Regions from separate parts of the Mus musculus genome. Here all the other regions are linked to region 4. A link is a contact called in public Hi-C data. All regions are on one chromosome and are shown on one strand. Each heading gives the region's core, a stretch centred on a gene start, on an enhancer-like site or on the middle of the called end of the contact. The rest is flanking DNA. Distances are from core to core; before and after follow the strand shown. Region 1 overlaps Auts2 (autism susceptibility candidate 2). Region 2 overlaps Auts2 (autism susceptibility candidate 2). Region 3 overlaps Auts2 (autism susceptibility candidate 2). Region 4 overlaps Auts2 (autism susceptibility candidate 2).

Region 1 (7,413 bases), core at 359-2,858, 390 kb after region 4:
CCTTGACCAGTTGTCACAGAGAGGAAGTCCAGAGGGGCACAGTGGCTTTACCAAGGCCTCACAGCTGGTCCATGGCTCAGGTGGGTCTCTGAGGTCCTCTGGCTCTCTCCTGCCCCTCTATAGGGAGTTCTTCTCTCAGAAGACAGGTGAGACTGGGTATGACTGCCACTATGCCAATCACCTGAGGCTCAGTGACTTATCTGTGGAACAGTGGGAATCAGTAAGAGCATGAAACTGCCTCAGAGTCAGGGAAAGAAGGGCAGAGACAGACAGCCCACTTAGTTTACATTCTGTTCTAGTTTGATTTCTGCTGTTGTGTTAAAAATAACAGCTTAGGAGAAGAAAGCTGTTTACGCAGGCTTACAGTTCTAGGTTACTCTCCACTAGTTAGAGAAGCTGAGGCAGAAACTCAAGCCGCTGCTTCCACCACCGCCACAATGAAGACAAGAGAGCAACGACTGGGTGCTTGCCTGCTTGCTCTCACCCAGTGTGAACACCCTGCACGGGGAATGGGGCCAGTCAAAACAGGCTTGGCTTTTCCTACATCAATTATGTGTGAGGAAAACCCCTAGCAGACAAGTGGGCAAACCAACCTGATTAAGATGACTCCTCCTCCACTAAGGGTCTTTACCCTAGTAATTCTAGGTTATAGCAAGCTGATAGCTAAAACCACACACTCCAAATATATCTGAGTATAGGATGTTCTCTAAGGGTGAGAACGAAGGAAATTCAGATAAGCAGGTAAATTGTTGCTTGTCCTTCTTGGGGAGGGGAGGGGTGCACAAGAAAAGGGAGTGAGGAGAAGCAGGTGTTTTACTGGAGAGAATATGTTCAGCAGCCAGTGACTGCCCAGAAGAGCTTGGGCTCCACAGCAGCCATGCCAAGTATCCATCTATCTCTCCCACCTCCATTCCTTATCAGCGAATGAAGGAAGTGGACCCTACCCGAACAGGACTGAATGGTGCACAGCTGTAGAACAGCTTCAGGCTCACACTCCAGCTAGATCAAAGGTAAGGACAAATTACCTTTGAATGGCATCACATACTCCTAGGCCCCGCTTCATACCTGGAGCCAGCTGGAAACACTATTGAAACATCACTGCCAATGGCAAACCCCACCTGCTCTGACAGAGCCTTAATCACTCTCTGAACAGTTCAAAGCCATCAGGAAGGGAGAAGGACCAGAGGACACCATAGCTCAACCTACTTCTACCACCCGTTTTGGAGGAGAGCTGGTGCAGGATGTTAGGCTTAAGAGCTAGGAGCCCATCATTCCTCCCAACCGTGGTGTGCTCTCTAATTAAAGTCTGACTTGCTATTTTAGCCTCAATGTTTTGGGAGAATTAGAAGTTCACAGAAACATACACAAAGATATGACAGACTAGCAATTGAGCCTTTTTAATAACTCTGAAACCATAACCAAGACAGACTTCCTCAGCAACTCATTTCCATTTCCTGGCATAAACTCTCCTTCTAACTCCCACTTGCCTTTTTTGTTTTGCTTTAAACAGACAGTTTACTATTGAAATGGGACGAGCTATATGGAGGAATTGTCTCAGCTGCAGTGAGGGAATGCTCTTTCCACTGCAGCTGCACTTGGAGCCACCCTTCCTCTGGCAGAGTCTGAGAAGGGATGATTGGTGCTCAAGACCTCCTCCATTTCTCAGAAGAAGGACTGCTGCAGCGCCTATAAAACTGTCAGAAGGGCTCCTCTGTCTGTGCAGACCCACGAGCATCTTCCAGATTTGTGTATGGCACTGACTCGACTGTGGTCATCTCATCCTGATTCCTACCCAGCCAACCCCAGGCATTTATGTATTTATGTACACGTGTGTTTCTCTCTCTCTCTCTCTCTCTCTCTCTCTCTCTCTCTCTCTCTCTCTCTCTCTCACACACACACACACACACACACACACAATCTCAGACCTTCATAATTTACAAAAAGCTTCTCCTGAACCTCCAAGGACGAGTTTATAGATGAACTGTCTCACAAGTTGAGCATGAGAGAACAGCTTAAAATGACTTCAACTTCCATGCACACTACCAAGAGACAGCTGAATTGTAAACAGAAAGGATTTCATCCCACACTCTGCTATGGAGTAGAGAACGCTACAGCTCTTTCCTGCTCATTACCCTGAATGATGAATGTGTTCTTCCTTCAGCTTTTGGGAGGAGGGAAAGCACTCTTCAGCTGAGAGATTCAGGAGGCAGAAATTATGTCTCTGCTATCTGCATCTGATCTCCTCTCTGCCCCTAAGAGACACTAGACCTGCCAGGAAGGAAGCTAGGGCCCACTGCCAAGAATCAACTCAAAAGGAACCAGCTCTAAGCTAAGAATCCTCCAGAGTGCGAGAGACAAGCAGGGCACAGGCCTTTCTGAGATGCTCCAGAAAGGGAAAGCTGCCTCCACAGATACAAACCACCACGAGTGATGCTGTGAGGACAGAAATCTCTGTAAGGGTCAAAGCAGGCTCCAACGCCTCCACAGGACAGGCTCCTAGAAAACAGGTTGCTCTGCAGTACTTTACACAAGGGCCATCACATGCCATCACAGTGAAATGCACTCAGCATCCCACCATGTTTAGTTGCAGAGCAGGCACTCTGTGCACTCTGACACGGAGAGTCTGCTCTTTTTTTCCTTTATTTTTTTATGATTTTCTTCATATATTTCATTTATGTGTGTGAATGTGCATGTAGATGTGCGTGCATGCATAGGTGTGCATCTCTCTGTGGATGAGGGGCTAGAGTTTCTAAGGATAACACCTACTTTGCTTTTGAAAAAAAGAGCATCTCTTACTTTTACATGGAAGTCGCTTAAGCAGGCTAGACACTCAGGTAAGTGGCCCACAAGGATCTAGGCCTCTGTCTCCGCCACTAGGATTACAAATTCTGGCCACCGGTTCTGGATTTTGTCCATGGTTACCTTGTCTAGGGATAAGACACACGTCTTCTTACTCCCACCACGACCTTTACACCAACTAAGCTGTCTCTCTAGCTCTATTTTATTATGCTTTGTCACAGTCTCCCAAAAAACACCAGAGAGAAAGCTTCCTGTCTTTCAGACTGGACTAAAGGAAAGCTTAACCACTTTAAAGGAAGAGCCCCGTCAGTCTCAGGACATGGGCCCTGTCGACAAGCCATACGATAAGGAGCATTCTATTTACTCACTCTGTTGTAGAAATATGTCCAGTTGTATAAACTAGTTGAATCAATTGACTTTGACATGAAGAACCAGGGAATTTTGAGCTAAGAAACCACATCTAACATATTTCCATATTTCCACTGCTATAAAAGGAAGAGGAAACAGATGCTCCTACTGCAGACGGAGCGGCTATACACTCAAAGCAAAGCATTCAAACACACTGAGATGTATCTAAAAGATTCCTAAGAATAAATACACTCTGATCTATTTTAAATTATAAGGTTATCAAAGTCCTCCAAGTTCTATTGTTCTTTCTCTAAAACATGCCTCTTACAAATCTCGACTTCAGAGACAAGGGCCATTCCCTCTATCTTCAGAACTTATCAGAAATGGGGTTAGATACTTTATAGAGGCCATGGTGTAAGTTCTGATTACATGTTCCATTGAAGTCGCTAGATCTGGAGGCTGAAGAGAGGGCTCCGTGTTTAAGAGTATGTTCTACTCTTGACACAGGGACCCAAGTTCAGTTTCCAGAACCAGTGTCAGGCAGCTCACCGGTACCTGTACAGCTCGAGTTCTAAAGAACCCAAGGCCTGTGTAGGCATCCACACATGTGGAACACACATAGAGAGATACATAAAAAAAATAAAAATAAATCTTAAAAAAAGAAAACCATGAAAAAACTTAGATCTAATCCTTCCCTATTCTATTGAGGTACTCTTAAAAAAATTAGAGACATATACCTTACGTGTGTGTGTGTGTGTATAAGTGTGGTTTAATTACATATGTATACCACACTCCTATACATCCCATACATGTATGAACAACCAATACAGTATATACACTGCATCCAACATACACATATATACTAAACACAAGCATATACCACATGCATGCACACAATTTCACCTAGAACAAGTTGCAAGACTGACCATGAATATTAGTTATACACAAAAGAGCATGACCCCTACAGTATCAAAAGACAAATAACCAAATATAAATTTACACTCCACCCTTGTCACTGATGAGGGAGCAGAAAGAAGGACTAAGTAGATGAGAAAAAAAAAACCTTTCAGAAAGGTAGCTCTTGAGAAAATACAGAAGCTAATTCAGTATACATTTTACTAAATCAACATGTTCACATCTCTGCCATTCCATGTTGTATTGAACAGTTAACATACTGACTTATAGAAAATTTCATCTACATACATGTATTTATATACTTCTGCATAATTAATATATAAATATGGAATGATATAGAAAAATGGCAGCCAAGCAATTTTAACTGGTTTGATAGTATGAATCTGGAAGATTCTAATTAAATCTTCTCTTTTAAAATGGGGTTTTGGTCTTTAATATTCATTGACTTGCTACCCACACACAGCTCAGGATTTGCCCTACAGTGGTTTGGTGCATCAATTATGGTAATAGTTTGTGAATAACATTCACATTATGGAAAAATGAGCCTGGTTACTTAGCTCTCCCTCTGGAAATTTGTCACAAACATATACATCATCTGTCTCTGCTTAAGAGTACAGCAATTAGTAATTACAGCTGTAAATACTGTCTTTAAAGCTAAGAAGCAAGTCCCACCGACTCAGGATGTCTAAAATCACTGTGTTTGAACCTCAGTTAAAAAGAGAGAATGCAATTTGACAACACGAGGAATCCTCGCTAATAGCGCACGGTGTGGAGGGATAAGACAAAGCACCACAGAAGTGACAAATCCTATTAAACAATTCCTCCTTCGCCCACACCAGGCTAGAAACAGATATGCCTCAAGGCTAAGGGAGGCGGCGACACAACAGCAATATCACGAAACAGAGGCAGACCTGATTAGCATCCTCTTCTTACACACTCCAGATCACTTAAACCATGTTTAGCAATCGCTCATCGCTTGTTCTGGGTTAAGAAACAAAATGAGTAAGACAAAGCAATTCTTGAGAAGGTTGTTACATAGTTAGGTTACCAGAGGCATAATCTACATCATTTAGTATGAGATGGATTTATTAGAGGATGGTTATATCTCCCAGAGACAGAGTAAGAGGTTTGTGTAGCTTGTGAGCTGAAGGACACTGACATTCATGAGCTATGAGGTCTTGTTCCTGGGTGACTACAGGGTCAAGTTCTGAACCTAAGAGTAAACAGGTAAACAGCTCAAGACCAGAGGAGCAGAAAACCACACCAGTAGCTTGGATGGGTTTCATCTGTGTGGGTATTTACGTTGATATATTGACTCTTTTCTGAAATGGTGAAAACAAAATTCCCGGGAGAATTTGAGAGAACTGAAAAGTATCCTATGAAAAGCTTGCAACATGTCTTGATAGTTCTTGAAATGTTAGCGATTCACTGTAACTAAGAACTACTTCCAATCAACAAGACCTATACAACCAGAAATTTACAAAGCAGACAGGCAGAAAAAGCAGCAACAAAAGGAAGTAGAGGCTGTGGGAGCTAGCTTGCCACAATAGGTTATTTTTGCTCTAAAAGACTGGTCACCCAATGGGAAAATGTCAGGGGCTATGGGGTAGATTTGTGATACAACTATACCCATAGAAAAACTGCAAGGTAGAATGTATTTACAGTTTAACACAAGTAAACCAGAACTGCCGCTTTTGCTGTGTTTTGCTTTTTGCCAGGTGCTTACACTATTTTACTCCAGTTGTCTCCCAGAAGGAGTATTTAGACATCATTCGTACTCTTTGCTAAAAAGGATTATTTGTTCTCTCTTTTTCTCTGTCTCTCTCCCTCCCCCTCCCCGTGTGTGTGTGTGTGGGGGGGAGAGGGGGGTTCATTCCATGTAACTGAAATTACATATAGCTCTGAGCACCACATCTCGGTGCTAGAAGCCAAAATCTGATCTTTTGTAAGAGAACCAAGTGTTCTTAACCAGTAAGCTGTGTGTATTCATTGCCTTCCTGCTGCTGTGACACAATACCATGAACAAAATCAATGTAAAGAAGAGAGATTATTTTGGCCTACCGTTCCAGAGGGACAGAGTGCATCTAGGTGGGGAAAGCATGGCATGGCTGCATAAGCCGAAAACTGGCCGATAACATTTGAATCCACATAAAGGGGAGGAGTAGGGTGAACCCATAAAACCCTCGAAACCAGTGGCATACTTCAGCAAGGCTCCATTTAATAAATGTTCCATAAATATTAAAATACATGAGCATATAGGGGCTATTTCTCATTCAAACCACCATATCTAAGACTTCTTTGCTGTAAGAAAATAAGAATTCATTAACACACCTTATGAGCCACAGATGCTGAAACAGGCCTTGCAAAGGTTTGTAAGGAAGGTCTGAGCTCATCTGACTTTTGAGAATTCTCTTCAGGACTTGCATACCCTATGGAATGTGACCCTACTGACTCACGGGCCCTATGATGGAACAATATGGAACTAGATATTAAGTATGAATGATGCTTAATTCATTTACTAAAGATCCAAAGTATATCTATGAATCACTTCACCCCTTTACCTCTCTATGTGTTCCAGAAACCATGCAGTGTGTCTGGAGGAAGAAGAGATTCAACATACAGCTCTTCAAGCCTGGATTACAGAATCTATTCAGTAAATTAATACACCCCTCACATGTATATATGTTGATGAAGTTTAAGAAAAAAGGAAATCTTTGAGCACCCTGAACATGGTAAGGGTATCATTTCATGAAACCTAGTTCCCTAATGTTTATACATGAATGTGAATTTATTTTTGACCATGTATGTATATGAGCACAGGCTGAAGTGTATGTGTGTGTGGGGGGAGGTTCTTGATCATGTGAACATGAGTATGTACATGTGAACATGAGTGTCTAGCTCAATAAAGAACACGGTGGATCCCCTGGAGCTACAAAAATTTGAGCTACCCAGGGTAGCTTCTAGGATCCAAAGTTGGGTCCTTTTGAAAAGCAGTAAGCATGGGTCATTGTTGAGTAATACCATCAGCCCCTAAAATATATTTTTAACTGTATGAGCTGCAAGAGAAACATTTTGAAGTCCATACCTCTGGAGGAAGTATACCCTGGGAGGCATGAAGAGTTGCGGTGGTAGAAATGCCAAGTAAAGAAAGCAGAGGAGGTGAGACAGCAGCTGTGACATGCTGGAAAGGATACCAACTGGAAGTGACATTTCATCTGAAATGTCATGTCTATACTGAGTGTGTCATTTAGGAAAAACACTCTTTAGGTCTTTCCTTTCCTTACATAAAAAGGAGGGAGTATAATACCTCCTTTAAAAGATGGCTGTGGGTACTCCAGGAAACCAGAAGGT
Region 2 (6,947 bases), core at 4,128-6,627, 360 kb before region 4:
TCCCTTGAAGCAGAATTACACAGAGCTAGAGTTGCAAGTGGTTGTGAGCCACCCAGATGGATTCTTGCAAGCAAACTCAGTTCCTCTGGAAGAACAGTCTGCTGATTACGGGGTTTAGTTTGTTTGTTTGTTTATGTTTGTTTGTTTTTTGTTAACTTGACAGAAACTAAGGTCATTGTACTGGCTAGTTTTGTGTCAACTTGACACAGCTGGAGTTATCACAGAGAAGGGAGCTTCAGTTGGGGAAAGGCCTCCATGAGATCTAACTGTAAGGCATTTTCTCAATTAGTGATCAAGGGGGAAAGGCCCCTTGTGGGTGGGACCATCTCTGGGCTGGTAGTCTTGAGTTCTATAAGAGAGCAGGCTGAGCAAGCCAGTGGAAGCAAACCAGTAAAAAACATCCCTCCATGGCCTCTGCATCAGCTCCTGCTCCCTGACCTGCTTGAGTTCCAGTCCTGACTTCTTTCAGTGATGAACAGCAATGTGGAAATGTAAGCTGAATAAACCCTTTCCTCCCCAACTTGCTTCTTGGTCATGATGTTTGTGCAGGAATAAAAACCCTGACTAAGACAGTCATCTAGAAAGAGGGAACTTCAATTGAGAAAATACCTCCACCAGACTGGCCTATGAACAAGTCTGTGAGACATTTTCTCCATGAATAACAGCTATGAGAAGGCCCATGTGTGGTGTGTGGTGCTAGCTCCAGGCAGGAGGCTATTCCTTCATAGGCTCTGTTGGGAGTTCCCGCCTCCAGGTTCCTGCCCCGACTTCCCTCTATCATGGTCTGTGACATGGACTTGTTCCTCCCCGAGTTGCTTTTGGGCATGTGTTCATCACAAACTCTGACAAAGAGCAAGTGCTCTTAAAGTCTGAGCCATCTATCCAGCCCCTCTGCCTGTGAATTTTAAAATAATAGTATTTTAAAGCTCATTACATTAGGAATTCTGTAAGAACAATCTGATGTATAAACTTAATTGCCTAATAGCTCTTTGTCATATTCTAATATAACACACATTAATGGAATCCCTGTTGTATATTTAAACAAACAAACAACCACCACCGAAACTAGGGGAGATATTCAGTGAGTAAAGTGGTTGCCAAGCAAGCAATGAGTCTGAGTCTGGTCCCTAGAACTCACCTCAAAAATAAAAGCAAACTGTAGCTGTGCTTCTGATCAGCCAGCCTAGCCCCTGAGCTGCAGGCCAATGAGTGACTGTCTCAAAGAGCAATGGATGGCTGCTGAGGAACCACAGCTGAGGTTGATATTGGGGCTCCTCATACAAGTATACACGTGCATATGAACACCCATTACACACACACACACACACACACACACACAGAGAGAGAGAGAGAGAGAGAGAAGTATCTTTTCCTTTCCAACTCACATCCTTCATTAGTTGGGATGAGGAAGTCAAACCAGTCGTGGAGACTGTGTAGAGGCACTGTACTTACTATCCGAGGACTCACTCCACCTTCTCCTCTAGCTAACTTAGCTCCACCCCCCTCGATGGCTATAGCTATTAGCCCACCATCTTTGCCTCAGCCCCTACCCAGCATCATTCTGGAGGTCGGTATCCCCTTGCACTGCAGGGCATCAAATCTACCCATCTTCCTACGTTCTGAGAGAGAGCCTTCCCTCTCGGCCAGTTTCCTGCCTCCTCAGAGTGATACTGTCCCCTAGCTCCTAGCTGTACTTCCTGCTCTTCTCTGGCTCATTCGTTATCCTGGGCCTGCTTCTACTTGGCTCTTGAAATCTCTTTGGGCTCCTCTGATGATCTCAGCCATCTTGACTCTACTCTTGTCCAGCCTCACACGCTCTCCTGTTCAGGGAACCTGTTTGCTGCTGTGTAACGAGGGGGGCTGGGGGGTGGCACACAGACACACGCCTTTACAAAGGAGAGGCACCTACATTGACAAGGGTGTGAACGATAAGCCAACCCTCACTCACCCAGCAACCCACTCTTTGAAGGTGAAACTTGGCCATGCACCTGAGGAAAACACATGGAACCTTTACCATCGCATGAGCGTGTGCACACGAGTATGCATGTGACATTGGAGAACAGAGGACATCTTTTTAGTGTGGTTGATTATCTATCCGTTGTCTATGAAGAACCTAGAGCTCACCAGGCTAGGCCGACTGGCTACAAGCCCAAAGGGTCCATCTGTTTTCACTCCCTCTACTCCGGAGCTGTGAGTGAAAGCCACTGTGACCAGTGTTCTTGGTGGTCTCTGGGAGTTGAACTCAGGTTGCCAAGCTTTTAAAGCAAGCGCTTTACTAACTGAGCCATCTCCCCAGTCCACTACCTTTTATTTAAATAGACAGATCACACACACCCAGTGGGTCTCACTACCGAATGCTTACGGTAACAGGAAGATCGGTGCCCTGAGCCTGTAGGCCTCAGGTCTCCACAAGTAACCCAGAAGTGGCTAAGAGAATGAGTAAATGTACACTCAGGAGCGAGGGACAGAGATGCAATTTCTGCTCCAGTCTGTGGGGAATACCATAATGAAAGCCCCACTCTCGACGAGCAGCCAAACCCCCAAACCAAGCTTCTAATTCTCTGTGAATCTATAAAAATCTCCGAAGCACCTCCTTTAATTGAGTTGCCAAATTATTTAGTGCTAATATCGCATGGTAGATGGTGTGGACTCATTAAGAGCAAATAAGGTCCAGCAGGCAGAACGGGGCTTGGGGATTAGGAAACATTCGCCGGGAGAGGAAGATAACCGAGTCACCCTGTGTTCGAGAGGCCTAGCTAATTGAATTGGGATAATGAAAGCCAAGTCACCAGGGGCATCTTCATGGAACAGAAGTCGCTAAGAGAGCGGCCTCCTTGTCATCCTTCATCCCTTTAGGCTCAGGAAGTTAAACGGAAGACGATGAGGCTTACCTGCTGCTATACAACCCGTCACCCAGGACCAGAGTGAATGGAAGTCATCGTGGAAACCTAGTTAGCTCCTCAAACTGCACCCATTTTCTAGCTGAGCTCAACTAGGAGGGCTCTAATTATGCCTTGCCTGGTAATAAGGTAAAAGTGAGCAAGACTCACTGGTGGGGTGTGAGTGAGAGCAGGTGCCGGGGAAACGAAGGGATGCCTTAGCTACTCAAGGAGGTGAACACGCTCTTTTGTTAGCATCTGTCCATCTGTCTGTCTGTCTGTCTGTCTGTCTGTCTATCTATCTACCCATCTATCCATCCATCCATGTTTGTGCTCACTTGCGCCACTGTGCAGGTCAAAAGCAGAGGATAATTTTAAGGCTTGTTCTTGCTTTCCATCATGCGGGTCTGGGAATCGAACTCATGTACTTGGGGTTGGCAGCAAATACCTGCCAAGTCATCTCACCCTCTTGTTTTTTGTAAGTTCTTATTGTTATATGTACACCTACACATTAATATACATTACAAGTGCAACCTGCTGAGGCCATCCAGTATTGCTTGCATGTATATTTTCAGGATTGCTTACCTAGTATTGGATAACCAATCAGGGGCCTCAACCTAGACTGATTCTCCCTCTCTCAGGAATTCACTGACTGCGTAAAGCTCTTCATGGGGGGAGGGGCTCTGAGACTGCCCCCACCTGTGCTGGCATATCAGCTGCTGGAATCATTGCTTAGGTTCACCCCTTCCTTTAAATCACTGAACAGAGCCCTTCACACAGTGCCTCTCTTCCACGGGGTTCAATAAGCCTTTCTCTCTTTCCTCTTCCTCCCTTTCTCTCTCCTTCCCATCTCCCACCCCACCCCCAAGAATTACATCCATCTGTCCATCTATCAATGCATGTAGAGACTGGAGGACAACCTGTAGAAGTTGGCTCTCCCCTTCCATCGTGTAAGCGCTAAAGATCAGGCTCAGGTCATCGGGCCTGGTGGCAAGTACCTACCTTTACCTAACTCGGCCATCTTGCCAGACCCCTCCCTTTTTTTGGAACAAGGTCTCATCTATAGACAGGCATAGTAACTGGCCAGAAAGTGGTCTAGTATATTCTAGCCTCCCAAAGGACTGATGTGATGAAGAGTGATGGTTCAATGTGGTCAATTACTATACGCATGGCCAGTGAGCGCTCAGTACCTTCAGCTTCTTGTGGGGTAAAAAATGACCACTTCTCCAAATTAATAATATGAAAAAGTATCTTTTTAAGTATCTTTAAAAACCTTTCTAATGTATGTGTATTTGTGTCTGAGTGGGTGTATATGGGTGTGCCCATGCAGGGGCGTCCTTGGAAACTGCAAGGGTGCAGCTGAGGTTACAAATAGTTGTAAGCTGCCTAATATGGGTACTGGGAACTAAACTTGGGTCCTCCACAGGAGCAGTCAATAGTCTTAACTGCTGAGCCATCTCTCTAGCACCTTAATTTTATGTTAAAAACAAACAAGCACAAAAATCAAAACTACCTGGAGTGATAAGATAGCTTGGCTAGGAAAGACATCCATCACCAAGTCTGAGTACCTAAGTTTGTTCCCTGAGACGCACAGTTGTCCTCTGATACACATACGCATGCTTGCTTATATATATATGATATCGCACACACAAAGACACACACAAAGCAATGAATAATGAATACAGAAATAAAATGTAAAACAGAAACAAAAAACTCCCAAACCTTAAAACATTCCCTGTTGGCTCTTCTTGGGTTTCAGTTTTGTCTAGTCTGTACTATAGGAGTTCTACATAGATTTCAAAAAGCTTTTATTTTATGAGCCAATCCAGTTTTTACACCCTTTCCATTCCAAACTCAACAAAAAGGCAAACAACACTCGGGGATCAGTGTTGATGGCTTTCCTTCTTGCAGAGGGCCTGAGTGTGCTTCCTACCACCCATATCGGGCAGCTCACCAGTGCCTGCAATTCCAGCTTCAGCCAAACTGACACTCTCCTTTTGTCCTATGCAGACTTGCACATAAATAAATACTAATAAATTTTTTTAAAAAAGAACAAAAGAAGATGGACTAGCCTTTGATACTTCCTGCCTGCCATCCTTGGCTACAAACTGAGTCCCTCATGAGTGAGCCCGGCCCCGCCCAGCTGTGCACAGGAAGAGTCACACACCCACCTTGACTTTTTGTTGATGGTGATAAATCTGCCAGGCGATATGCACATGCATGGCGCACCACTTTCCTGGTTTCTGGAATAAGAAAGAATCGCATGGTCAGACGGAGGATACACCAGAAAGCCCACCTTTCCTTGGCCCCCAAGCTCCCTGCAGCTCTGCACTATGGAGACTTCCCTTTCATGAAAACGGGAGAGCTCTGTGCCAACCAAATGCTTCCAGAAGCAGCTCTTCCAAGTTAAGGCATGAGGGAGTCAGAACCCGCATCCCCCTGTCCCATGTGGGTCTGAGACAACAGCTCCTTTACAAAGCAGTCCTCTGCCAAGGACAATATGGCAAAGACCCGACTCTCTCTTTGTGCAGCCTGTCTTCTCCGGTGCCAGCAGGCAGGCCTACCTAACAAATGCTGTCAAGCTAACAGGCACATCAGCTGTCCAGAAAAGCTAATTAGGGAATGTCTGTGGATCGAATCAAAACAAGAAGAGGGGCCTTCGAAGTGCTACATAGAGATGTGTCACATTCTTACTGCAGTCTGGCAACCTTGCGTGTTGCACTGAGAGCCACGAACTAGTGAGCGTGTGTGCGTGCATGCGTGCGTGTGTCCTTATTCTCTTGTAGTTAAAAGAAGAGAAAAGGCAGAAATGAGTAGCTGAGGAGGAAAAGGAAGAACGGATTTCTTCCTTCCTGCAGGGATCAAGTCTCTCTTCCGCCTTCTGAAGAGCAAGTGTCAATCTGTGTGGTGTCACAGAGGACGGGGCTAACTCTCAGAGCTTCCTTTCTGCTCAGCATCTCCATGTGCTTGCCCCACAAAGTCCTGCCCCACTCTGCAGCAGCTAACACCAGCTTCTGTAGCAAGAGGCTGCCTCTGACTTAGACCCAAGTCTGACACTGGGGATGCTCTCATGTAATGGAATGATGGGTTGCTTAGAGTCACCAATAACACAGCCGTTGGTTTCAGGCCAGGGAAGAGGGGGGTGGTAATGGCTAATACTGCATGGGGTTTAGCAGGACCCTGAATCACCCAAGAGACAAGAGGCCAGGCGAACCCACGAGAGATTATGTAGATGAAGTCAGCCTCTGGACAAGCTTATGAAGGATTAGTCGATTCGGCTAACTGTGGCGGGAGGACCCACTCTAAATAAGGACAGGGCTATTCACTGGATGGGGTCTTATAATGAATGGAAAGCAGAGAGCAAGCTTGAGTCCCAGAGTCCATCTCTCTCTGCTTCTTACCCACTGCCTCAAGTTCCTGCCACCTACATTTTCCTGCCAGGATGTACCACAACCTTGAACTGTGAGTTAAAACACACCCATCCTTAAGCTCGTCAGGTACTGTTATAGCAAAGAAAAACATACCTAAGACAGGGATTATGTAACAGTCAATAGCAGGAACTGGAGCATTCGACTCTTGTCATCTGCTTCTAAGTCAGGAAGTACCAAGAGGTCACCTCCTGGCCAGACTCTGGACCTCGGAAATATTCTACCCATGTTTCTAGGATCCTTCCCATACTTTCCTGGGAGGCAGCTTGGATGAGGAAGGTATATATCACTTAGCATTGAGTGCTCTGGGCAAAATAAACTATCTCAAGAGAGACTAACTATAGCCAGCCTATGGCTTGTTCTTTCCCTTGCCCATTATCCCAGCAGAGCAGGGGGAAGGTGGATGAGTCAGGTGGCTCTCAAGTTCAAAGCCAGTCAGAGGAAGAACAAGACCTTGTCTCACAACAACCTAACCTAGTCTGTCTATTACATTTATATATATATATATACATATGTATATATGTATATATGTATATATGTATATATATATATATATATATATATATATATATAAATTATATTTGTGTGTGTGTGTGCCTGCCTGTGTATGGGTATGTGTGTGCAGTACCTACAAAGGCCA
Region 3 (6,763 bases), core at 3,953-6,452, 260 kb after region 4:
AAAATTCAAAAAGCCAAATAAAGACATCATAGTTCACTCAGATGTGACATGACACACAATCAGGATGTAGATAGTTCTCAACTCACTCATATAAATTACCCATCTATTTAATCCAGAAAAGACATCTTCACAGACTCTAATAACCCAGCGTAACCAACCACATGTAAAGAAACACAGTTTACTTATTTTTTTTAAAAAAGGACAATTTACTTTATATGTATGAATACACTGAATGTATGAATGTCTGTGGGCTCTTAATGTTTAGATGATTATTCTTCTGTGGTCTCGGATTTGATCATTCTATTAACTGTACCATCTTGTTCAGCACCACATAAAATGGAGGTCTTGGTCAGGTTGCAGAACACAGTCAACAAGAACACACTCACATGATTCAATTTTCTCCCTTGTATGTGTGGAGGGGTGCATGTGCCAGCAACACAGGCTAGAATCAGAAAAAGGATGTGTGATAGCAAAGCCTGGCACGAACGGTGCCCAGAATCACCCCCTAAACAGTGCACACACAGCTACACCACCTGTCATGGCTGGTTTGAAATTGTTACTTTGATAAAAACCTAATGGATGAGCTTGCCTATATCAACTGATATGGGAATACCCAGACTACTGTGGGCGACACCACCCCAAATTTTGACGCTTGGGCAGTACAAGAGTGAAGGAAGCAAGTGGAATACTGGGGTGCAAGCTTTTCTTCATTTAGTTCACTCTGTTCTTGACTGTGGATGTGATGTGGCTAGATCCTTCAGGCTCCTCCCACCCAGGAGGACAACAACTTGGAGCTGTGAGCTAAAATAATCCTTCTCTCCCTGTTAAACTATCTTATCACAAGAGAAATGACATTAAAACATCAAATATTCTACCTTCGGAAAAACTTCATTTCAAAGTTAATTCCAACACTGCATTCTAGTTCTTTCAGAACACTCTGGTAGAACAAAAGAAATCATTTCCATTTTTTTTTCCTGGAACCCTCAGAAAGGAATTGTCTTCCTTTTACTGGGTATACAGGGTATGCAACACAGGTGGACACAGTTAGTGTTATGTCCTGTGAGAGCTAATCTGCATTGACTGCATTTAGAATCACCTACGAGATGTAGGCATGCTTCTGGGGTATCTCTGTGATGCTGTTTCCAGAGGTTGGGGTAACCAGCCCATGCCCTGTGGTCCCCGAGAGAACAAAGGGGTGGGTATAAAAGGGAAGTCCAGAGAATGCTAGTACACTCCTTTCTTTGCATTCCCGTCCATTGTGATGTAAGCAGCTCTGCTACAATTTCTTCACTATAATGGAATGAACCCTCTAAACGCATGAGCCAAACTACACCATGGCTTCCTCAAGTTGTTCTGCCAGGCAGCTGGTCACAGGATGGCAAGAAGCTAACCAAAGCACACTCCAAATCCCATACAAATTCTTACATCATAATTAAAACCAATGCAAAAGCATTGGTGCTCTTTTATCAAGTGTGCTTATGTTAATGTTCCTGTTCAAAGTTTACAACCCATCCTTATTTATAGGTGCTTTGCTTGTTTGAAGCTATTCAAGAAATGACGACATCGCCTGGTTTGCACAGAATCAAGCTGGCTCTCGAAGTCAGAGTTTAGGAAGTTCTAAGTAGTAAAGGCTCTCACAGAATCATTAGTGGGTGTGTCAGTTTATAAACAAGTCCAGGGCAGGATGATGCTCTGTAATGAAATCCTCCCGCCCTGAGAAAGGTGTAAAAAAAGAATATACAGAACTGGAGGACAGCTGTTGCAGGAATCAGGGGCTTCACTCAGTTTCATAAGTCAATATAACTAGTTCAGAAACAGCAAGCCACTAATTTGAATAGAAATGAAGACAGGTTTTGATTACTTGATAACGCGATTACAAATTGAGTTAAGAGCATGTACAGGAACACAGTAAGTTCTTGTTGAACACAGGACAATGTGAAACTTGTAGGCGGATAATTAGTTTTACTTGTTCTTGCCTCTCCCTCCAGCACAGCAAAGAGTACTTTTCTTGTCTCTCTTTTTTAAAAAACAAAACAAAACTATTTTTATCGAATTTATTTCTGATAAGAGGGAAATGTCGCATTCACTTCAAGATGCACATACACAGGGTCAGAAAACAACTTTCAAGTGGCTGTTCTCTCCTTGTACCCTGTGGACTCTGGAGATCAAACTCAGATCATGACATTAGGCGGCAAGTTCTTTCTTTCCCTGCTGAGACTTCCTGCTGGCCATCTCTTTTTCTTTTAAGGCTGATCTCCTGCAGTGCCTACCAGAGTGCTGGAAAAGAGTACATGCTTTAAAATGTCTGTTGAATGAATGTACACAGTCCCGTGTCTGGCTCTGGCTTCCCAAGTGAACTGGCACAGTATATCTCCTAAATTACAGCTCTCACCTAATGGATCTGTAACATGACCCTGATCAGGAATAAAGGGAACTTAAGGCAGGTTCCAGAAAATGCACACAATTGTAAGATGGTGTTGAGTATGTGATTCTGCACATGCCTGCAAAGAAAGTCGTAGGTGCATGAACATATATGAGCAAACATATCCCTAATCTGCAATCTAATCCTTTTACGATTACTGGCAATCACCTTTCATGAATCAAAATCATTAAAAATTATTTGCCCAGCCCGCTGCCTGTGTACAGCAGGCAGCAAGCCAGATGCTGTCTCTGCCGCAGTGCACAGGAGGGTTCCTTTGCTGTACCTAACTTGTTGAGAACTGGGGAAGCTTTTCCGTTCACGTTTCAGGTTAATCTCTTTTCCCTAAGAACAGAATATCCTCTTTGTAGATCTCCCTGGGGGCTTGGTATTTGCAACATCAAACAGAACGCACAAACCATTGCACCCACTTTCAAAAGCCTATTACACTGTCAACTGGCTTTCCTAACTGCAACCAGGGGAGAAGGCTTACAGACTCCTAAGCCCCTTCCTTCCCCCCAGGCAGTTGGAAAGGAGCCATAATTTCGCTAAGCTACCACTGCATTTTGTCTCACTAAAGAACTCCTAATAAGGCAGGCAACATTCCAAGGAGGAAAAAAAAGCAACTTGAGCTCACTGTAAATCTCACCTCCCCTTTATTCCTGACTCTCTCTAAAAGTTTCAATTGCTGGCAAGCTCTGAGGATGGGGTACTGTCATGCACGGCTACCAGTGACACTTTTCCACACTGCTTAACCAATCATCACAAAATGCAGGTCCACAAGCAGTGTCTGAAGCAAAGGGCTGAGGTGGGATGCCAGCACGCCTCCTCACCTGTGGTATATAGCACTCCTTTGGGGATGTGCAGGAGATCCGAGAAAGAACAGGGGAATAGACTCAGGTTTGAAACATTCAAATGAAACAAATTGTGTTCTTTGTGTTTCTTTTGCCTTGTTAGAATCTATCCAAAGAAATAAAAGCCCACAGGAGATAGTGTTTACCAGCCTGTGCCAGCAGGGACAGACTTGCTTAATTGTTAACAGGGTTCATGAATACCTCTTCCAAAGGGACACCAGTAATGTGTCCCACATAACAGAAGGTTTCTGAAACATGGAGCAATATGTAACTGACAGACAGACACAGAGGGGATAGGGGAATATGCATGCTTCCCTAGGACACACACAAAACCATTTCTGCTGTGTCCAGGGCCACATTTCCTCCTACTTATCTTGAAAGTTTCCATGGTAGCTGTTGAAGGGAGAATTAGAAGTCTTCACAGAATACTACAAGAGAGAGGTGGGAGTCATGGAAGCACAAAGGAAAAGGAGAGGTGGGGGAAGGAGGAGGACAAGGACAGGGAGAAAAGGCCAGAGCTATATGGTAGTGTTTGCTTGGCATGCATGAGGTTCCATTCCCAGCACCACATAAACCCACCTCAACAACAAGAGTAAGAAAAAAAGAGAAAAGAGGGTCAAAGGTGAGGGTCAGAGGTTGAGAATCATCCTTGCCTACACAGAAAGTTCAAGTCCGGCTTTAGCTACCTGAGACCTTCTGAAAAGATGGAGCTGCACATCTGTGCGTCTAGTGAGTGAAATCACAAAGGGACCCTAAGGTTTCCTGTATCTGGCCCCTAAGTACTTCCTCTAGGAGGGCTGTGTGGGCTTGACACAGCTGTGAAGGGCCCAGTTCAGAAGGACTGAGACCTGCCGACACTAAATAAATTCTGGGGGCAGTCTTCAGAGACCATCAATTTTGCTCTGTCACAGAAGTGCTATATTCTCATGCTGAAACACTCTATAAACAGAGTACATGTTCTACACCACCTGTGTGTTAGCGAGGGTCACTTCTTTTCTGATCTGACATCTCTTGGCCTTGAGCCCAGGCGGCCTAGCAGCTGAAGACGGGTGACTCACCCGGTGTGAAAAGCATTAGACACGGCTCACCTGTATCTGCCCTTCTTGTCTCCTCCTAATCTCCTTCCTCTCCACTTTGGAGTTCATCTTTCAACCTAGAAGCTGATAAGAAATGCATCCACTGTGGATAATTTCTTCACTCTGGAGAGAGATTTTTTCTCTCTTATAGAGGGCTGGCCATCACAGTGAAGAAAGCGACACAGCGGGATCGTTCATCTTGACTTTTTATTTATTTATTCTGAGTCCATCTAGAACTGTTGCCTGGATCTGTGGGTGTGACTGAGCCATGAAGAAGTTACCACCCATAACTTTTGACTTTTGATTTTTATTTAACGGCTCATTTGTATAACCTCAAAGATGGAGGGGCCAGCAGACCCCAAAGAGATTGGCAGCTGCGGTCCTGTCAAGTTGGAAGGTTATGTCAGCTGCCAAGTCTGCCAAGCGAGCTCAGCACAGCGAGGGAGCGGAGAGAGATTGGTTACAGCCGTAAGTAATTGATCTGTCTGAAAATACCGGCTAGGAATCCTGGGATTAATGCCCCAGCTCCAGCTGGGCCGCACTGCTCTTTTCCCTCCAGCTCTCTGACAACAAAAGCCGGCCTCCTTCTCCAGGGACAAGACATTTTTATTAAAATCTTTATACAACTTAACAGCAAAGACTCTGTAAAAGCATCCTAGAGATTTGAGGAGGGTGGGGTGATGAGGCGCAGGTTTCCATCCCGAGAAAAACCAACCGACAATTTTTGCCAGCCCCCCTCAGCCCCCGCCCCTCCCCTTTTGATCTGGTTTTCATTTCAAAGCAGTCACCAGCCAGTGGCTTCCCTCGGCCAAATGCACTCAGTCATCTTGCTCTGGCTCTGGCTCTGGCTCTGCAGAATTCTGCAGAATGCATGGAGAGGGAGCTCCGGGAGCGGCGCGCTTAGCTGGAGAGACACGGATGAGCTGTGGAGAGCTGCAGGCAAAAATAAAGTGGGAAGGCATCCAAAGCTGCAGCTGCGCTAGCCCATTAAAAAGCTGAGACTCATTCTGTTGTTCGACCCCACGCTTAGCACCGCATAACTATTCATCAAAGAAATTTCAGTGCAATTAATTAAATTATTCCCATGTCTGGGCTGCGGAGTCGTTATTCCAATATCAACTTTCACTCACTCTCTCTTAAGCTCGTGTTTGCATGCCAAGTCACTACTCTGGGGTTGTCCAGTCTCAATAAAGCTGTGCTCCTCGTCGCTCACACAGGCTATCATTTCTCTTTTTTATTGCCATTTATTTTCCACTAGGACTCTGCTGCCAGGATACTGGCAGGACTTCCAGTATATGGTTGTAATGAAATCTACCGCAGACACTTAACGCAGGGTGAGGATAGAGCTCGGCTCATGTGAGGCTGTAATATAATAAATGCTTTCAGAAAGAGGATTTTTATCAGCTCAGAAATAGAGTGTGGTATCCCTCTCAGACTGAGTGCAGGAGAGGGAAAAAGGTGGAGTCGTTTGAAAATTCCTGTCATAATTAAGTTTATGGCTGAAATATGCCTAATGTGAGAGGTGTGAGCTGCGGCACAGACTGCCATTCATCTCTCCAAGAACAGTTATTAAAAGGGGAAAGGTTTTTTTTTTTTTTAAATTGTTTTGGGGAGATGATGTTTTTAAAACACCATCTTCTTAGTTAAGAACATACAACTGGCATGCTCTTATAATTTGGGAGATCTGACTGCTGCCCCATTGAGTTTGTTCTAACTGTGACAAAATATTAATAAGATTAAGAAAATAATACCCTCAACTTGAGAGACAGCAGACCATATTTAAGGCTCTTGACTGTCCATTGTATATCACCATAGCAAATTACAGGACTGAGTAAGAGTAGATCACTATCTCTCTCAGCAAGAGACAAGAGCCTTCATATGAACCCAACACTGGAAAACACCAGATCGACTTTTAATAAGCTCGGTGCTGGCTCAGACCTGAGAACTTGGCTGTGCCACTGAATGCCCCCCCCCCCAATAAAGAGGTCACCATCTACAGCTGGAAGATAATTTATCCCTCACATCACTGACAAGGGTAAGGTAAGAAATTTGAAAATCCTGAGTATAAGGGCTGGAAATAGAGTTTTGTGGTTAAGAACGCTTACAGCTCTTCCAGAAGACCAGATTTTGGTTGCTAGCATCCATGTGGGGCAGCTTAGGCCTGCCAATAGCTCCAGCTACATGGCACCAAGATGCCTTCCAGACATAGTACACATGGCCTGCCTGATGCTCACACTCATACGTTCACATACTCACATACATACACATGTATTTTTTTAAATCTTTGGTTTAAAGACTACAAAAGAAAAGGTTTTAAACCCTAAGCTTCTATTAAAAACAACAACAACAAAAAAATTAGGCAGGAAAGCTCTCTGAAGAACAGAGTGTAAATATAAAAAGGAGCCTGTGTTCAA
Region 4 (6,829 bases), core at 549-3,048:
TTCAAAAGCAGAACATATTTGTCGATTATTTTTCTTGGCACCGGGGAGCCAGACGAGAACAAGGAAAGAGCAAGATCCCAGCCCCCACCTTTAAAATTATGCATAGGCGCGCATCGGTGTCTCTGTGTGGGCATGTGCAGGCAGTGCGGTGCTTGAGGAGGCCAGAGAAGAGCATGGGTATGCTGGAACGAAAGTTAAAGGCAGTTGTTAGCTGCTCAACAAGGGTGTGGGAACTGAACTCAGGTCCTCTGGAAGAGATCTCCTTAAGCACTCAGCTAGCTCTCTAACCCCCAATTTCTCTTTTATGATCCCATGTGCTGTCTTCTCCATGACAACAGTGCCAAGAAGGTAAAGGAGGCATATCATGTGGGATACAGCCTGACAGAGGACTGAATGCTAAACAAGACTCTATCCTTAGCTTTCTGCCATTCACAAGAGCCAAGCACCCTGCAGGTTACTTCCTGGGACTCCTAAAATTGTCAAAGTTAACCTGGGGTCATGTTTCAGGACAAACCTCACCTGTGGAGCAGATGAACCCCAGAAGGCAGGGCTCTGAAGCTGGCCACTCTGGCGAGGACTGCTGGCTGGCAGGACACCATGTTCCTCCCACCCTTGTCAGTAGACATTTCCTGGGGAACTCTAGAAGCCAGTTCTCAGAGAAGACATATGGTGCTTACTCAGTATGGAAGAGTGCTAACGAGACCAAATGAGATGGGCGAGGGGAAAAGCTGACAGGAGGTGAGAACCAGCCTGGAGGACAGAGGTGGGCTGCTGCCTCTGTAAGGAAAAGCCCAGCTCCCAGCCGAGGGCTCTTCTCCTTGGTGGTGAGAACAGCTGTACTGGCAAACCTCGTCACCCCATCCTCCACGGTTCTGAGTCACCCAGAAACTGGTCTCTCCTCTAATCCCACCATAAAACAAGAAACTGACACTCTCACATGAGGCCTGTCGTTGGAAGGGTGAATGGCTTCTAAAGATTACAGGAAGAGGGCAGGGAGGACAGCACAGTGGGCAAAACATTTGCTAGACAAGCTTGAGGCCATAACTTGCTATGCATTCAAGGACGAGCTTGAATTTCTGATCCTCCTGCCTCCACCTCCCTAGTGCTGGAATTACATGTATATGCTACCATGCCTGGTGTGTTAAGTGCTCGTGGATGGCACCCAGGGCTGTACATTCTAGACGAGTTCTCTGTTAGTAGAACTGTATTCCCAGCACATCAAAATATGTGTTTAGTCTCTAGAAAGCACATAAGCAAGCTGGGCATGGTGGTGTGTCCTTGTTATCACCATGCTAACCTGCAATGCTGCAGAAGCAGAGATGGGCTTCCCGAAGCTCAGTGGCGAAGGAGCCTAGTCTGTCTAGTCCACATGAGCTCCAGGTCAGAGACCTTGCCTCAAAAACAAGGTGGTAAGTGAGTTAATAAGACATCTGGCCGTGACACACAGCTGTACACACACACACACACACACACACACATACACACACACGCACACGAGCTCGAGCAATGTCTGGAAGACAGCAAGTGGCCAAACAATGGTGGGGTTGTCAAAGCTGGAGTGTCTCCACACAATCTTATCAGAAGGACCAGCCACAGTTAGCAGGCGGAAGCAGGCGGAGCACGCATTGGTTGGTTTTCAAAATATGTTATTTCCAATACTCAACAGATGTTCTTTGAATTCTGATGTGAAAATACAGGCTTTTTTATTTATTTTTTTCACTGACAGACTCAAAGTACACTTAATATAATAATCTCGCAAAGTCCAAAGATTATCTCACAGTTTGGAAAATACTATGTTGAGTCATTAGTCCCATGACTCAGTATTTTCAAAACTCACCAGATAAATATGGTATGCTAAGACTTCCTGGTAACGACCTTCTATTTTTGCAAGAAAAAAAACACAGCAAGACTTCCCAGAAGCCTCAATTAAATCTGGAAAATGTTTGTAAGATATTCGCAGGCACAAAACTCGAAACATGCGCAAATGTTTTCGGAGATTATGGCTCTGGGATGAGTCTGTGCTGTCATTCATTTAAAAAAAAAATTGGAGCGCTTCCAGTGGGCTGGGTAGTTTCCTAGGCTGAGGGAACAGAGAGTGGGGAAGACAGTAGGCCAGGCCTCGGCAGCAGGAGCTCCTATCTGTGGCTGTACAGACAGCTGCAAACTGCAAGAACTCGCTCTAGCAGGGTTGGCAGGCTCAGGATGCTGCAAAGGCACCTGACTAGTTTGGAAAGTGATCAATCGTGCAATTAATTTTATCTTTTAAAAATACGCATTGTTTGTGGTGGACTGGGAAACATGTTTGACACACAAACCTGGCAAACATGAGTTTGACTCCCAGAACTCACATGGTAGAAGAGAACTGAACCCACAGAGTTGACTCTCAACTTCTGCGCATGCTTTATAGCGTGCACACGAGTGTGCATACACACACACACACACACACACACACACACACACATCTTTAAAAACTGAATGTATTTCATGTATGTACATGCGATTATACATGCATGTGTAGGTCAGAGGCTAACCTTAGCTAGGATTCTTCAATGGCTGTCCATCTTACTGGGCCTCACCTATTCAGTTAGACAGGCTCTCCAGCAAGCCTCACAGATCCACCTGTTTCTGCCTCCCCACTGGTGCTAAGATTACAAGCTTGAGATATTTATAAGGTTGAGCCACCTACTTTTTTTTTCTTTTTTCCCTTCTTTTTTTTCCTTTTCTTTTCTTCCCTTTCCTTTTTTTAATGTGGGTTCTGGGGATCAAACTTGGGTCCCCAGTCTTAATAGGCAAACACTGAACCAACTGAGCTCTCTCTCATCAGACCCTGACTACTGTCATGAGTCAGTGCGTTATCTCCCAGAAGCAGTTTTATCTGGGGAGCTAGGAAGGTCTTTGTGATACCTGCACAGAGCTGGGACTGAGGAAGCCCTTGGGGGATGAGGCAGCAGGATCACACCAGGGAGGAAGCAGGGCTAATGAAAGATACGCTGAATGACAGCAAAAGAAATTCTAGACGAGAACTCTTGACTAAACACAAACAAAACCAATAGTTGTTCTCTCTGGCCTCCTCTTTAGGTGTGGTAGTACATGACTACAATCTCAGAACTACTGAAGTGGAGGTAGGAAGATCAGGAGTGCAAAGTCAATCTTGAATATATATACGGTATTTCTTAAAACTAATATGGACACCTTTTTAGGATGTGGTGACACATACTACAAACTGTAAAGAGTCTTAACCTATAAATACTGAACCAGAATATCTTGCAGTGAGAGGTCTAACAACATTTTTACTGTGTGTGTGTGTGTGTGTGTGTGTGTGTTTGGTAGTAATAAGGATTTAATTCAAGATTTTGTACATGCTAGGAATAAGTTCTACCACTGAGCTGTGGCCTCAGCCTATCAATGGGGGATTCTAGGCAAGTGCTCTATGGCTAAGCTACATCCCCAGTTCTTTGTAGAGGGTTCTACACAAAAACTCTACTACTGAGTGACATCCACAGCACCTCACTGGGAGATTCTAACCATATGCTCTACCATGGAACTATGCCCCAAGCCCTCACTGGGAGAATCTAGGAGGCAGGTGCTGTCCCCACTGATACACACCCACAATCCCTCTCTGGAAAATTCTGGGCAAGAGGTTTACCACACCCTCAGCCCTCCAGCATGTATTCACTGTGGCCTTCATGGGACTGTGATATACACCAAAGTCTAAGAACCATTAATTTCTATTATTCAAAGTGACAGGGACTTCTATCCACAAATAATGCAAACATCTCTCTCTTATTCAGTATGTTGACAAGTTTAAGGTGAATCAGGACAGCAGAAGAACATTCCTAAAATACGATACACTTTGGAATTAATTCATACATCAAGATGAAAGTGGATCCTCTATTTTACTCATGTTCTCCAAGGAAGACTAGTCACCTAGAGTCTATGTGAGCATCTTTGCATTCTTCTTGCTGTTTTCTATATAGCTCTATCTGCAGGCATCAGTATCTTGATGGTGAACCCAAATCTTTCAACATAGCTCCCCCCACTTTTTTTTTTCCTCCACTGAAAAGTTGCTGTGAAATAGAAAATGAAGTTTTCACTGGTACCAGCCAAACCTACAAAGTGGCTCCTTTATGATGAATTCGTGAAAATATGTAATGTTATGAGAGAAGAGGAGGGTATTTACAGTGTCTAAGCTTAGCAAGGTAGAGCGGCGAGCCAAAGTATGATTTCGTTTTGGCTCCCAAGGCATGTGGCACACAAAATGTTTCTATAAAGAAAAAAAAAAATGAAGATTTGGTTCTGAGTTCAGTGAAATCACAATTTCCATTTGGCTGTTTTTGAGGCACTTGCCATTTGGAGCTCAAGGGAGTCACCGACCTCCTTCCAGCAGAGGGAGAAGAGTGATTCCAAGAGAAGACAGAGGTCAATGCCATGCCTAGAACTGGAGAGGCCAGGCTGGACCAGGTCACTGCTTAAGCCACCCAAACTCCCCAGAATGCGCTTTATCCCAATATAAATTGAATTATAAGTGTAATGTTGTTTTCACAAGCTTACAAAAGCATAGAGAGACCGCCATGCTCATAGAGCCATAGAGAAAGCCTTAAGCATATAACACCATAGAGGATCATGTGATAAAGGACCCGCTAATGGCGACCCTCCACAGTCTGCACACATGAGTATTGCAGGGTATGAATGCTGGCAGGCACTCTTCCTTATACTCAACCCTTGAACCTCAGTTGACTAAAAAAAAAATCTGAGTTCACATATTATTCAGAATTGTCTTGACAGTAACTTAAATGACTGTCACCCACCAAGTTCAAGTTTTCATAATTTCTGATTTTTACAGAGGCGAAAAGGATTCATTCACTCAATCAATACATACTTAGAGTATATGACATCAAGTGGTATACTATTGCTGTGTTAGGAGATATGACAATGGGAAAGACACAGGTCCTGTTTATGAGGACCACACGTGACAAGTACATGAATAACTGCCATCGAAGACAAAGTGTGAAAAATCCAGGCCTGGAAGATGGCAAAGGCACTTGCTGTCAAGGCTAATGACCTGCGTTCCATCCCCAGAACCAACATAGAAGGTCAGAACTGAGACCTGCACATTTTCTCTCGACCTCCACATTCCCCCAATGACCCGCCCCCACACACACAAGTAAATAAAATTGAATAGAACAAAACATCCTTTCCTGTTACTTACATAGACGTAGGTGAGGAATTCTGGAACTCCAAAGGAGCAAGAAAATGTATTTTAACAAGATCTCGCTGAGATGAAAGAATGTTAACACTTAAGAGCTGAGACAAAGGTAAACAACCCATTATGGAGTGGGATGAGTGTCTAGGGCCCTGTCTGACCCTCCCGGAGAATCCATAGACAGTTACCAGTTGCTAGCAAGGGAAGTGGCTCAGCTCTTATATCCCCACTCTTTCCAGAGTATCTACAGACAATTAACAGTTGCTGGAATGGAGGGGTGTCACAGGCTGCTCCCTGAGGATGTATGGACAGTTAAGGGGAAGTGGATCACGAGGCCCTGCCCCCTTCTTCAGGACCTCACCTGACTGCTCCGTGTTACTGTGGTGGAGTCATTTTCTTTGGTGGAGCAAGGACTGACAAAGAGCTTGTGCTCCTGTAAATAAGCCTTCACCATGCTCCTATAAAGAGCCCTAGTTAAGCTCATTGGAACACATACAAAAAGAAGGCATAAAAGTAGAAGAGTATGGGAGAAAGACGGGGATCAGAGAGAAAGAGGACAAGAAAGGGTTGTGGGTGGTGACTATTGTTAAAATATATTCATATACATATATAGAAATGTCACCTGAAATCTACTATTATGCATAATGAGTATGAACAAAATAGAGTGTAAACAGTCGTGAAAACAAAGGACATTTTAGATTAAATCTATAAGATATTTCAATGGTTTGTATATGAGTGGCACTATTAGAAGGTGTGGGCTTGTTGGCATAGGGTGTCACTGTGGGTGTGGGCTTTTAAGACCCTCATCCTAGCTGCCTGGAAGTCACTATTCTACTAACAGCCTTAAGATGAAGATGTAGAACTCTCAGCTCTTCCTGCACCATGCCTGCCTGGATGCTGACATGCTCCCATCTTGATGATAATGGACTGAACCTCTCTGAACCTATAAGCCAGCCCCAATTAAATGTTGTCCTTATAAGAGTTTCTTTGGTCATGGGATCTGCTCAGAGCAGTAAAACCCTAACTAAGACAGACGTGTTGGTGCTTAGAACCTAGAAACACGGTAAAGAAGGGTTCCAGTTTTGCTTATGCTACAACACAGAGGCCGTGCGGAAGAATGAGAAACAAAGCTGGAAAGATAGGAGCTATGTGAACGCTCAGTTAAGAGATCAGAAGGTTTGAGGGATCTGAAAGACTGTTGGTTAAGGAAGCAACATAACAACAGGTCGTTGGAGAATGACGACGACTTGGCAGCCGTGTTAAAATGGAATGGGACAGGGTGAGAGGCATGTCTGGTGACAGTCTAGAGAACAGGAGTGAAGCCTTGGACCTAGATGAGGACAAAGAGAAGCAGGGATGATGGATGGAGAGTCTCAGCCAAGATGGAACCCAAGAGCTATTGACTACACGATGGCTGTCATCTTTGGCAGACACGGAGGTGATAGATGTCCGGCTTCCGACGTGGGTTGCGCCGTGGCAGGAACTCAGCAAGACAGCATCTGCCAGCGTGTGAGTTCTGTTGTAAGTGATGAGTTGGAGAGCTGGCAGGACATCGGAGTGGTGAAGAGATTCTGGACTCTATCCACACAGAGAGGAACCATATGGCGCTACGAGAATCGGCGAGGA

Evidence for each region. A called contact is a pair of places that touch in the nucleus more often than the background predicts.
Region 1: a contact with region 4 is called in a Hi-C map of cortical neurons, with 2.0 times the contacts expected there. The contact joins two enhancer-like sites.
Region 2: a contact with region 4 is called in a Hi-C map of cortical neurons, with 2.9 times the contacts expected there. The contact joins two enhancer-like sites. A contact is called at or near these places in 1 of 484 Hi-C or Micro-C datasets (cortical neurons) and 1 of 9 other capture datasets (embryonic stem cells).
Region 3: a contact with region 4 is called in a Hi-C map of myocytes, with 3 times the contacts expected there. The contact joins two enhancer-like sites. A contact is called at or near these places in 4 of 484 Hi-C or Micro-C datasets (cerebellum, muscle stem cells, myocytes and 1 more) and 3 of 115 datasets of contacts at active chromatin or transcription factors (embryonic basal ganglia, embryonic forebrain and forebrain).

The regions. Positions count from the first base shown.
Region 1 is chr5:132,199,188-132,206,600 of GRCm38.p6, forward strand. All of the region lies in intron 2 of Auts2 (autism susceptibility candidate 2), which reads right to left. Among named protein-coding and RNA genes, the nearest start is that of 4930563F08Rik, 320 kb to the left of the region's middle. Within about 2 kb of position 1,609, at least 17 of the 459 cell types and tissues checked have an H3K27ac peak or open chromatin away from gene starts, as enhancers often do. A contact at or near this core is called in cortical neurons, where this site is marked.
Region 2 is chr5:131,452,789-131,459,735 of GRCm38.p6, forward strand. It overlaps Auts2 (autism susceptibility candidate 2), which reads right to left. Exons shown (of 20, transcript NM_001363480.1): 15 at 5,051-5,122. Among named protein-coding and RNA genes, the nearest start is that of Gm29681, 42 kb to the left of the region's middle. Within about 2 kb of position 5,378, at least 17 of the 459 cell types and tissues checked have an H3K27ac peak or open chromatin away from gene starts, as enhancers often do. A contact at or near this core is called in cortical neurons, where this site is marked.
Region 3 is chr5:132,069,634-132,076,396 of GRCm38.p6, forward strand. The region is part of intron 2 of Auts2 (autism susceptibility candidate 2); the gene reads right to left. Among named protein-coding and RNA genes, the nearest start is that of 4930563F08Rik, 190 kb to the left of the region's middle. Within about 2 kb of position 5,203, at least 101 of the 459 cell types and tissues checked have an H3K27ac peak or open chromatin away from gene starts, as enhancers often do. A contact at or near this core is called in forebrain, muscle stem cells and myocytes, where this site is marked.
Region 4 is chr5:131,812,798-131,819,626 of GRCm38.p6, forward strand. All of the region lies in intron 4 of Auts2 (autism susceptibility candidate 2), which reads right to left. Among named protein-coding and RNA genes, the nearest start is that of 4930563F08Rik, 64 kb to the right of the region's middle. Within about 2 kb of position 1,799, at least 117 of the 459 cell types and tissues checked have an H3K27ac peak or open chromatin away from gene starts, as enhancers often do. A contact at or near this core is called in cortical neurons, forebrain, muscle stem cells and 1 more, where this site is marked.